Regions from separate parts of the Sus scrofa genome. Here regions 1 and 2 are each linked to region 3. Evidence: chromatin contacts called from public Hi-C data. All regions are on one chromosome and are shown on one strand. Each heading gives the region's core, a stretch centred on a gene start, on an enhancer-like site or on the middle of the called end of the contact. The rest is flanking DNA. Distances are from core to core; before and after follow the strand shown.

What was found. Hi-C and Micro-C count contacts between places; a contact is called where the count stands out from the background.
Region 1: a Hi-C map of retroperitoneal adipose tissue shows a contact between it and region 3, with 2.8 times the contacts expected there. The contact joins the promoter of OSM here to the promoter of RNF215 in region 3. A contact is called at or near these places in 1 of 5 promoter capture datasets (liver), 14 of 47 Hi-C or Micro-C datasets (alveolar macrophages, blood, embryonic fibroblasts and 9 more) and 1 of 2 datasets of contacts at active chromatin or transcription factors (alveolar macrophages).
Region 2: a Hi-C map of liver shows a contact between it and region 3, with 9 times the contacts expected there. The contact joins the enhancer-like site here to the promoter of RNF215 in region 3. A contact is called at or near these places in 3 of 47 Hi-C or Micro-C datasets (fetal liver and liver) and 2 of 2 datasets of contacts at active chromatin or transcription factors (alveolar macrophages and skeletal muscle).

The regions. Positions count from the first base shown.
Region 1 is chr14:47,245,350-47,249,242 of Sscrofa11.1, reverse strand. It overlaps OSM (oncostatin-M), which reads left to right and starts at 2,407. Exons shown (of 3, transcript XM_001929161.4): 1 at 2,407-2,554. The coding sequence starts at 2,521. LOC110256683 (a long non-coding RNA gene) reads right to left here and starts at 3,668. Exons shown (of 4, transcript XR_002338554.1): 1 at 3,274-3,668; 2 at 2,406-2,651; 3 at 2,212-2,334; 4 at 1-1,870.
Region 2 is chr14:47,278,804-47,282,601 of Sscrofa11.1, reverse strand. It overlaps TBC1D10A (TBC1 domain family member 10A), which reads left to right. Exons shown (of 9, transcript XM_021072299.1): 2 at 1,448-1,547. Among named protein-coding and RNA genes, the nearest start is that of CASTOR1, 14 kb to the right of the region's middle. Within about 2 kb of position 1,886, at least 19 of the 83 cell types and tissues checked have an H3K27ac peak or open chromatin away from gene starts, as enhancers often do. A contact at or near this core is called in alveolar macrophages, fetal liver and liver, where this site is marked.
Region 3 is chr14:47,355,403-47,359,468 of Sscrofa11.1, reverse strand. It overlaps RNF215 (RING finger protein 215), which reads left to right and starts at 2,278. Exons shown (of 10, transcript XM_005670838.3): 1 at 2,278-2,668; 2 at 2,925-3,009; 3 at 3,012-3,067; 4 at 3,520-3,591; 5 at 3,672-3,757. The coding sequence starts at 2,384.

The DNA.
Region 1 (3,893 bases), core at 1,158-3,657, 110 kb after region 3:
TAGGGGGGCTGTCTACAAGCCAAAGGAGAGAGGCCTCGGGATGCAACCAACACTACAGATAACTTGATCTCAGACTTCTGGCCCCAGGACTGAGAAAATGCCTTTCTGTCATTTAAGCCCCCCTGGTCTGTGATATTTGGTTATGGCAGCATGAGCGACCTAATATTCACGTTTAAGGCCTCGTGCTCAGAGCCAGGTCTTTCTGATTTGATAGCCCTGGTTTGCATGCCCTGCTCCTCTTAAATGTTTCTACAAAGGACAGCTGCAGGCAGGGCAAACTCAACGTCTCTGGGCCTTGGAGGCTCCTTTATTTTTGTGTCTATCTATTTATTCTTTCTTTCTTTCTTTCTTTACTTATGGCTGCACCCTCAGCATGTGGAATTTCCTGGGGCAGAAATGGAACCCGTGCCATAGCAGTGACAATGCCAGATCCTTAACCTGCTAATCCTTAACCAGGGAAGTCCTCAGGGGCCTCTTTAAGCTGAGGAGGACATGCAACCTCTCTGGACCATGGGGTGAAAGCACAGGGCTGTCCCCTGAGTATGGCGGTCGGTCAGCAAGGAGCCCCTGAGAGGGGCACAAAGCTCTCCAGCCAGACCTTGCCCTTGGGGCTGGAGCCTGTCCCTGAGCTCCTCCCAGTTTCCTTGTTAAAGGGAGCCATGCCCTCCCCGCCCAGCTACTCTCCCTCCCAGGGTTGTGGCAAAATGAGATCAGGGGTGTAAAATGAAGAAGGATCCCAGGGAGCCGCCTGTGTGGGTGGGACCTGAGATGAGGAATCTAGTAGAAGCGAAGTTCTCAGGAGGAGAATCCAGAACTGGCCCTTGAGGGGGGCGGGAGTGGCGGCGGCGGCGGCAGCTGCGGTGTGATGAATACCATGCTGCATGCAGGGAGTTGGGGTGTGTGTGCAGGAAGCCTCCTGGGCATGGGGGTTCCTCTGGTTTTGTCCCCTGCTAGATCCTCAGCAGATGGGAGTGGCCAGCCAAGAGCAGGGGCCCAATACAAGTTTGTTGATGGCATAAATGACTGCGTGGGTGTGTCTGCAGGGGGAGAGCTGGTGGGAACAGCCTTCATGGTGATGACTGGTGCTGGGGTGGGGATGGTGGGAGGGTGCCTGTCTCTTCTTCCAGCCACTTTGGCTTTCCTAGTGCAGGCCTCACCGGTCGCCCCCAGGGACCCCAGCCTGGCTCCTCAGCCTTTGATACCCTGTTCCCCACAGAACTCCTTGGGCACAGGCTAAGACCCTCGTCTAGGTCCGGTGGACGTGCTGAAGCTGCAGGCACGGTGTGCCAGCCCTCTGCCCCGTCATCTGCCCTCTCTGGCCTCAGTGTATCCTCCAGTGAAGCAGCAGGCTGCCTCTGGAGGCGCTGTCTCCAGGGCCCCTTCATTCTGACGCCTGCAAGAAGCAGAGGACCAACCCAAGATCACTATCTTTCAGAGAAAGTGAAACCTGGTCCCCAACCGTCACCGCGGCGACTCCCCTTCTCTGGCTTCCCCTCTGAGCTCACAGCTTCCCCATCTCCTCCGCCCCCCACCCCGCCTCCCGACAGCTCGTACTTGGAATCAGACTTTCATCTTTCCTTTTGCCTTCAAAGGGCTCTTGCCTTTTATGTCCATGATGGCAGCAGCCCTGTGAGGTGGCCAGGAAATGCTTTTCAAATCCTCATTTTACAGGTGGCGGGGATGGTGGGGGTCTCGAAGGCCCAGAGAAGTTAAGCGACTTGCCTTGGATCTCACAGCATGTCAGTGGGCTTGAACCTGATCTCCTGTTTCTCTTGCTCCAAGTGCCTGGTTCTCCCCAGAGGGTCCTGTCTGTGGAGAAGGGGCCTGTTGTGGGCGATGGTCTGGGGATGGCTGGTTGTGTGCAGGGTGCCTGTTGGGGGAGAGGAGGTGGCTGGGAGTCCTGCTGGGGGATGCAGGTCCTGGGGCCATAACCACAATCTCGGGGCTGCCAGCCTGGGTCTGGCTCTTTGCCCAGAGCCCGGTGGTTTCCGCTCACAGATGTCCCAACAGCCCTGGCGGGAGGGCGGGAAGGGCACTCAAGAAGGAAGATGTCTCGCTCCCCTCAGCCCCAAACCACAGTGGCCTGTGAGGCTGAAGGCTCCCGAGCCGGGACTTTGCATCAGGCCCTCCAGGGGCCTGCTGGTGGACTCTCCCCTCCATCCCGGGCACAGCCTCCTACAGTGGGCATGGACCCCCTTGCTCCCTGCTCACCCCATAAAAGGCTGAGGCTGCGGTTTGCATCATCCTTGGGCGTGGGGCTGACCTCGAAGAACGAATTCGAAGAAAACAGGAGGAGGAGCAGGCATGCCACCGCGCCCAGCGCCCATTGGCCGCCTGTGGAAACTTTGGTTTTTGGGGTCATGTTCCCAGAAGGCCTGCCCTCCCCCCTCCCCCTCCCCACCCACCTCACGAGGTGTTGGCCAATCACCCCGGCGGGCATAAAGTGGCTGCCAGCCCGCAGGGCTCCCAGCCGGGAGGTGTCACCCCCAGCAGGCACAGGCCGGAGCTCGGTCACCCAGCATGCGGGCACAGTGTATTCGGAGGACACTGCTCAGTGAGTACTTCCTTCCTTCCCGCCGGGACCTGCTTGCTGTGCTCATGGGCGCCAGTGGGGAGCAGGGCCAGCTGCTGTCCTCTGGGAACTGGGGAGGCTGGACACGGGGCAGAAAGATGCTAAGAAAGGGAAAGAGCCAGAGGATCAGGCAAAGAGAGGGGTCCACTGAGAACACAGCATCTTCACAGGGTGGAGAAGGGTATCCCTGGAGGACTTCCAGGGGTAGGTGATATAGAGTCGACTCTGGGAGCAAGGGTTATGAGGGAAGGGGATCACAGCGGGAGAAGCTAGGGAAGCAGGAGGGAGGTGGGAGAAGTGCTGGGGCAGTGGAGGAAGCTGCAGAAGCTGAGCAGGACTGTGGTGTATTGTCTGGAAGGGCTGCGGGGCTTCCTTCTGGCCCCAATTCACAGGCTCTGGGATGGATGGTCACTATCGGCCAGGCCCCGGGGGCCCTGGAGCCCACACAATCACACAGCACATATAGCCACACCCACAGGGTGACAGACACACAGAGCCACGTGATGTCTTCCGGAGCCCTCAATCTCACCAATCTGGGAACCCCCGCATGCAGCCCCGGGGCCCCTGTGGTGGATGGGACAAAACGGCCCAGCTGTTCCCTCGAGCCTCACACAGACCCAGACACACACCCATGCAGACACCCTGCTCCCACGCGCACTCTGCTCACATCAGCCGCCCTGCCCGAGCCCAGCAGCAGATACCTGGGGGGGAGGGTGGCGAGGGGTGTCTTGTGGTCGCCGTGCCTGGGGACCTAGCCCCTCAGTCTCCTAGCAGCATCTTCCCCAAGGGGCCACAGTTCTTAGGAAGGGAAGTGGTGTCACTGCCTTCCGGGCCATTGCGCCACAGGCCCTTCCGACCACGTGGCTGCCAGGGCTCAGTGGGTGGGTCGGGGGAGGTGGGGGGAGCCGTAATTACCCGCCCCCCAGAATATTCTGGCTCACAGCATCCCTGGTGGGCCTGACAGAAGTGGCCACTTAGGGGGAGAGGAGAGAGGTGTGAGAGGTCAGCGGATGCGCTGGCCTTGGGTGACCTGAGCAAGCCCTTCTCCTTCAGTGCCTTTGTTTTTAGTAAAATGGGGGCCTGGACTAGAAGGCCTCACTCATCCTTTCCAGATGGAAGCTTCAGATGGAAAGGCAGCTTTTCCTGGTTCTGCGGGCATAGATCAGAGTGCCAGGCTGCTCCTGAGCCGCAAAGCCTGCCAGAGTCTAACTGCATGACTGGCTGGGATCTGTTACAGGTGGGCCCAGGGGCCTGTGGCCATGGCTGTCCCTTAACCCAGAGGTTTTACGAAGAGCAGCCCACCAGGGCCCCCGGTGTCAGC
Region 2 (3,798 bases), core at 637-3,136, 76 kb after region 3:
TCTGGAGGCCTCGGCGTGGCCAGGGCCCCTCCCTCTGCTCTTCCAACCAGTAAAAGTTACAGCAGTGCATTTCCTTCCGGTAGAAAGAGAATCAGAGAATCCAGGCCTGGGCCAAACCCTAGCCCCACCAAGTCCTGTTCCTGAGAGAGCCTCCTCCCAGCCTCATGAGTGCCTGACCCTGGGCTCCTTTCTGGGAGGTCGGGCAGGACTGAGTGCAGGCACTTGGCTAGGATCTGATTTGGATTTGAGTCTGGGTTTTTCCACTGATTTTCCACTGTATGACTGTCAACAGTATACCCCCTCTGGGTATCTTACATCTCAGTAATGTCAATACTTTTTTTAATTGGAAAAAAAAGGGGCACAAAAAGGAAATTTAAAAGATACACTTTAAAAATAATTTTAAGAAGAGAGTGTATGTATGTAGAGAAGTCAGTGCACATGTACATTTTGCTGTTGTTTTCTTACCAATACTGCCCTGTAGGCTAAAAAGGAAGCACATGTAGAACACACAGCCTCCAAATGCTAGTCTCCTTCTTCTCTTTATCCCTTAGTTCTATGAATTCATGAATTTCCAGGGACTCACTCCTTGGAGGAAGCTCACTCACTTGAAGGACGCTTTAAGCCAGGGATTTTGCCCCAGCCTGCCTCAGAGGCTTTGGTGCTGACCGGAGCGGTCTTCATGCCAACATGTTTCCTCCACCGGCTCTAGTGGGCATTCAGAGCCCAGTAGAATGTCAGTGCCGTGAGGTCTGGGATTTGGTTCTAGTCTCAGAAGTGCTCCCTCAATCTGTCTAGATGCCCTGGCCCTAGAAAAAGGCCAGCATAGCTGTGCTAGCTACTCAATAGATGGACAGATACAAGTGATATTTGATGGGGTTTTGAAGTGTGTTCAGGATTTTGATAGGTGGAGACAACTTGGAGAGTGTTCCAGCAAAGGGACTGGCATGAGCAAAGGTTGAGAGGTGGGAAGGGGCCAGGGTGTAATTGGGGAAACTATGAGTAAGTAGTTTTGTTAGAGTGAAGAGGTGAGCATGTTCTTTCTGTCCTTGTTTGACTAGTTTTCTCGTCCAGCTCTGTACCTTGCACGCAGGCCCTCTGCAGAGGCTTATTTATCAAGACAGACCCAGGATGGGAATGCTTTGCTTTGATGCACAGATGCAGGCCCTCAGGTCTCTGCCCTAGAGAGGCATGGTGACCCCTGAGCCCCTTGACACATTGTGGGAGTGAGCACTTGAACCTTGTGTCTCTCTGGCCTGTGCCTTTCAGGGAGGGGCTTGTGTTCCCTCACATCTGTGGTAGGGCACTTACAGGTTAGCAGCCAGGAAGGGAAGGGCAGGGACGGAGGGCAGGGGGAGGAATGGAGACCCAGCAGGCTGGGGGCTAAGGCCTCAGCCAGGGTCTTTTCTTCTCTTGGCACCTCTGATAGTCTCTGCCCTCTGCTCCACAGGCTGGAGGAAGTTCCTCTGGAGGTGCTGAGGCAGAGGGAGTCCAAGTGGCTGGACATGCTCAACAACTGGGACAAATGGATGGCCAAGAAGCACAAAAAGGTGAGGTGTCTTTGGCTGGAAGTCACAGCTGGGGAAGAAGTGAAGAGGGAGGAGCTGCCTCAGCTTTGGGGAGCAGGAACTTCTCCAGCTGCCACCTGCCCTAGGTGTCCCCATTGGCCAGCTCAGGAATGGGAACAGAAGCTGGCTGGAGGGAGGGCCCAGGCTTCATTTGGTCCTCCCAGATGACTTCAGACTCAAGTAGAACTTTGTCCTGGAGTCAAACTTCAAAGCCTTTTGAGAGCCAAAAGCCAAAAGCTTTTCAGGCAGCTTTCCCCCAGCTCTCCTGGGTGAAGTCCTTGCTGCTGCTTACCACCTATCAGGAAGGACTTTAGACTACAGATAATAGCTAATGTGTGTTGAACATTTGCAGTATGCTGGGCACTTGACTCAGATAATCCTTACAGCACCCCAGTGAGGTCTGTGGTGGTACTATCCTCAGATTACTGCAAGATCAGGTTTGAACCCAGCAGTCCAGCTTCTGTGCTTGCACTCTTCCCTACCACAATAGGGAGTCTTCTTCACTCTCTAGATTAATTTGATGAGTTCCCTCTTGCCTGCTGGCCAAAGCAAAAAGAAAAGTAACTTCACAGTTCAATGGTCTTATGAAAATGAAAATACCCAGTGGTCTTTTTCTGGCAGGCTACCTTTAGGAACTAGCTCTGTCACCCTGAAGGAACATCCTTGCCCATCACAGTCTGCATGTTGATCCTCTTAACCACCTCGGCACGGTCTCCTTACTCCCTGGCCTGGTGGAGGCCTGTCCACAGTCCCACAGCTGGGGTCTCTCTGCCCAAATACGCAGCATGCAATAAACCTGCTGGCCTGCTGTCATCAGCTGACATGCTGTTCTGGTCCTGGCTGGTGCAGCTGGCTGCAGGACCTAGTAGAAAGCTCAGGACCGAAGGCCACATAAAGAGTTGGTCCCAGGTCCCCATTGCCTTCCTCTCTTCAAGCCCAGAGTTCTGAGTGACTTTGGGTGAGTCACTGCACCCTCTCAGTCTCAATTTCCCAGGTCAAGTGAGAACTTAACCCTGTTGTGAGGCCCTCTGTAAAGCCCTGGGCTTGTGGGTGTAACCAGGCCTAGGCTCTTTGTTGCTGTTCTGTGTGGGCTTTGGGGCATTCATATTTTGCTTGTTAGAAAAGACTTTTTTTTTTTTTTTTTGTATTAAGGGCCGCATTTGCAGCATATGGAAGTTCCAGGCTAGAGATCGAATTGGAGCTACAGCCAGCAGCCTACACCACAGCCACAGCAGCGCAGAATATGAGCCACATCTGTGACCTACACCGTAGCGCACAGCAGCACTAGATCTTTTAACCCACTGAGCAAGGTCAGGGATCGAACCTGCATCCTCATGGTTACTAAATGGGTTCGTTACCACTGAGCCACAATGGGAACTCCTAGAAAAAACTTTCACTTGAAAAAATATTGTTTTAACGCAGTTGTTCCTAAACTGTTTCCTGCCTGACTGGGGTCTGTTTTCCTGCTTCCTTGTCCTTGGGCTTTTACCCTGAGCTCTAATTCCCTCTCTACTGTCTGTTGTGGTGGCTGGTGGCTGTCAGGGAGGTGGCTGTGGGCTTCTTGCCCCAGCATCCCTGCAGATGGGGATTCCAAAGGGGAGCATTGGGGAGCTTCTCTCAGCAGAGCAGCTGGCACCACTTCCTCTTCCCCTTTGCTTTCCTGGTACTGTGGTTAGAGGCCAAGAGGCTGCACCCCACCCTGCCCGGAGGCCCTAGCCTCTGCTCCTCTCCTGCCACACTGGCCCCAGGAGCTCTCACTGCCTTGCTGCACAGGCTTGGGCTTTCCCATGGTCAGGAAGTACTGGCACATGGAGGACAATACCTGCATCAGGAAGTGGATCCAGACCCATGGCACTTATCCTGAGTCCACAGGACAGGGGCCCAGACCCTGCAGGGAGGCAGGCTCCTGCTGGAATGCTGTTTTCCCCTGTGGGGCTCTGCTCAAACTTTGGCCCTGCCCTCCTGGAGTTCAGTGGGCTGGGTGTGGCTTCGCTCCATTGTCTTCAGAGATCTTTCCCCGGGCCTTGCCTCAGATAACTAATCCCTTCTGCTTTCTGTTTTCGAGCACTTTCTCTAGCTTTATCCTTGCTGATCCCCACCTTTGCCTCTTCCTCAAGGAAGAGATTATAGTCTCCAGCTTGTCTGTGCTGAGGAAGATTCCAGAAGCCAGAGTGGGAAAAGCTGGGTATACTCCTAGCTCCATCCCGACTCCATAGCCCTGGGCCTAGGTGAA
Region 3 (4,066 bases), core at 1,029-3,528:
CCCTTGCTCTCAGGGAGGTAGATCTGAGACTTGTTTATGAATAGGCTCTTTTTGCTGCAAACCTGGGCCTCTCAGCATTTTGGCTTGCTGTGTAAGGAGCAAAATGAACCTGTTTGGTAACAACTGTTTCCACCTTTTGGCTATTGTGAATAATGATGCTACAAGAACAATGGAGTACAAACAGCTGTTAGAAGCCCTGCTGTCAATTTTTTTGGATATATATGTATACCCGAAGTGGATCATAAGATAATTCTTTGCTTTTTTTTTCTTTTTTTGGGGGGAGTGGGGCTGCACCCTCAGCATATGAAAGTTCCCAGGCTAGGGGTTGAATCTGAGCTACAGCTGCTGGCCTACTCCACAGCTCATGGCAATGCCGGATCCTTAACCCGAGTGAGGCCAGGGATTGAACCTGCATCCTCATGGATACTAGCTGGGTTCTTAACCCCCTGAGCCACAATGGGAACGCCTATGTTTAATTTTTTTTTTTTTTTGAGGAATCATCATCCTGTGTTCTACAGGAGTCACACCATTTTATATTCCCACTGTTGACCCATTTTGAGTTAATTAAAAAAAATTTTATGATAGCTGATTTACATTGTTCTGTCAATTTCTGCTGTACAGCAAAGTGACCCAGTCATACATCTGTATATAGCCTCTTTCATATTATCTTTCATCATGTTCCATTACAAGTGGTTGGACATAGTTCCCTGTGCTTTATAGCAGGACCATTTCGAGTTAATTTCTGTATATGGTGTGAGGTAGTAGTCCAATTTTATTCTTTGGTACATTATATCCAGTTGTTCCAGCACCATTTGTGGAAGACACTGTTCTTTCCCTGTTGAATGGTCTTGGCACCCTTGTTGAAAATCAGTTGGGGGAGTTCCTGTTGTGGCTCAGTGGAAACGAATCTGACCAGTATCCATGAGGATGTAGGTTCATCCCTGGCCTCGCTCCGTGGGTTAAGGATCCGGTGTTGCCGTGAACTGCGGTGTAGGTCACAGATGTGGCTTGGATTTGGTGTGGCTGTGGCTGTGGCATAGGCCAGCGGCTGCAGCTCCAATTTGACCCCTAGCCTGGAAACCTCCATATGCCAAAGGTGTGGCCCTGAAAAAAAAAAAAAAAAAAAAAGAAAATCAATTGGCTATAGATGTCTGGGTCTATTTCTAGACTCCCAATTCTATTCCATTTGTTTACATGTCTATCTTTACTACGCTGTTTTTTGATCACTGTACCTTTGTAGTATGTTTACAAATTGGTAAGAATGAGTCTTAACTTTATTCTTTTTCCAATATGGGCTAGTCAGGGCCCTTTGCATAGGATGGGTTTGTCATTAGAGGAGTTCTCTTGTGGCACAGCGGGCTTGGGCCTGCTATGGCTCAGGTTCGATCTCTGGCCACTTCCACATGCCATGGGTGTAGCCAAAGAAAAAGTCATTACAATTTTAATTTTAGGAGTTCCCATCGTGGCTGAGCAGTTAATGAATCTGACTAGCATCCATGAGGATGCAGGTTCAATCCCCAGCCTGGCTCAGTGGGTTAAGGATCCAGTGCTGCCAGTGACTGCTGTGTAGGTCACAGAAGTGGTTCAGATCCTGTGTTGCTGTGGCTATGGTGTAAGCCAGCAGCTACAGCTCTGATTTGAACCTTAGCCTGGGAATCTCTATATGTCGTGGGTGTGGCCCTAAAAGGCAAAAAAAAAAAAAAAAAAAAAATTAATTTTATTGGGGATTGCTTTGAATATGTAGATGACTTTAGGTAGTATTGCCATCTTAACAGTATTAAGTCTAGCAATCCATTAACCCGAGCATCATTCCATTTCTTTAGGTATTCTTTTTTTTTTTTCCTCCCCAGGGCCGCAAGTAAGGGGATATAATGGACAACACTACGGAGCTGAGTTAGGCCTGGTCCCACTTTCTGCCCCTCTGGGACCCTTACCTCAATTTCCTCCCCAGCTCCACGCCCTCCCTGCCCGCCTCCAGAGTTCTGTCCGGTGGAGAAAGGGAGGCCTAGGCCAACCCTGAGCGTCGGGCCGCTATAGAGAAAGGGCCAGCGTCCAGACCTCTAGACATTCCTCCAGACAAAACGCAACAAGTTCAAATCACCTACTGTCTGACTTGAGTATGGTGACCTCGCACCGCCCAGATCCAGCGTCCCAGACCTCCGCCGCCGGTGTTCTCCGCGGCCACCAGGGGGCGCGCGCAGCCCGGTCTGGGCAGGAGAGCCGCCTAGAGCCCACGCCGCCTCCCGGAGCCCCGCCCCGTCCGGCCACGGCCCCGCCCCCTCCCCTCCCAGCGCCCCGCCCCGTCCGGCTGAGGCTTCGCTCCCCAACCCCGCAGCGTTCGGGACCCCGGGATCTCTGTGCGGCCTGCTCGCCGGGTCCGGCCATGGGCCCCGCCGCTCGCCCCGCGCTGAGGTCGCTGCCACCTCCTCCTCCGCCGGCGCCGTCGCCCCTGCTGTTGCTGCTGCCCCTGCTGCCACTCTGGCTGGGCCTGGCGGGGCCCGGGGCCGCGGCGGACGGCAGCAAGCCCACGGCCGGGGCGGGACGGGGCGGGGCCCGCGCGGTACGGGTGGACGTGAAGCTGCCGCGGCAAGACGCTCTGGTGCTGGAGGGCGTCCGGATCGGCCCCGAAGCAGACGCGGCGCCCCTGATGGGCGGCCGCCTGATGCTGGTGAGCGCCGCTGAGCCCTATGGCCTCCGGCCCGCTTTAGACCTTGTGCCCAGATCCAGCCTTCGTCCTGGACCAAGCCCTGGCAGCCCAGCGCCTCTTCCTCAGGCTGCCAAGGCCCCCAGCGTTCAGGTTTCCAAAATCTGAGATCAGATGTCTTCCCCTCCAAATTCGTCCCCAAACCCTGGCCTTGCATCCTCTGTGTGCCTGATCCCCCTTCCTCCCCCTCTCCCTCTATCCACGGTCCCTCACCCCACAGATGGACGTTGTGGATGCTGAGCAGGAAGTGCCCAGAGAAGGCTGGATTGCGGTGGCATACGTGGGCAAGGAGCAGGCGGCCAGATTGACCAGGAAAGTCAGGGCAGCGGCCCACAGGCCTATCCCAAGGCTCTGGTTCAGCAGGTGCAGAGGGTGTATGTGAAAAGGGGGCTAGAGGAGGGTTTTCAAGGCAACTACTAGAGCCAGACCACCTGGTTAGTGGTGGGCCGGTAAGGAGCCTTCAGAGAAGCCCTGGGCCTGGGTAGGGCCAGGGACCCTAGTTTGTAGAATCTGGGTCAGTGTGGTTGGCAGCAGGGAGGTGGGAGGAGGCCAGAGAGTCAGGAAGCTTAGTCAGGGAGTGCCTGCTGGGGTGGGCCCTGCTTGGACCAAGGAAGGCCCTGTATTGTTTGGGTCCCATAGAACATCTGAGGGGAAGGCAGGAGGCATAAGGGTTTCGGCCTTTGACCTCAAGGAGCTTATAGTCTATCCAGAGGAAATGTTCTCTCCAGAGATAAGAACAACCGTGGCCATAGGTAGTGAGACGCATGTGTGGGCAAGTATATGTGTGTGTGTGAGCCTTTGCCTCTGTCCTGCAGATGCGGAGGGCGCTCTTCCTGGGAGCCTCTGCCCTGCTCCTCCTCATCTTGAACCACAACGTGGTCCGAGAGGTAAACCGGATCAAGCCTAGTGGGCATGCAGGCTGGGGGATGGGCAACCAGGACTGGCTGACCTCCCTGTCTTCCTACAGCTAGACATATCCCAGCTTCTGCTCAGGCCAGTGATTGTCCTGCATTATTCTTCCAACGTCACCAAGCTGTTGGAGGCACTGTTGCAGTGAGTTGGGGTTTGAGCTCCAGAGGACTGGGCCTGGGTGCTATGGTCCCTGGCTTTGCCATGGGCTCAGGGGTCTTGGGACCAGGTCCTTTCCTGTTTATTTAAAGATGGTTTTCTTCTGCTCTGAAAAATGGGTGAGGGAACTGGAAGAAGGAGGCTGCTCCATGGGCAGAGGTGATTAGCTCCAACAAGGAGGAGGGCCGCTGCTTCTCTGTGCTTATGGGCCTCCTTGGCCTGGCTTTATAAGAACTGGAAAAACCATGGAGTTGCCGTCATGGTGCAGTGGTTAATGAATCTGACTAGGAACCA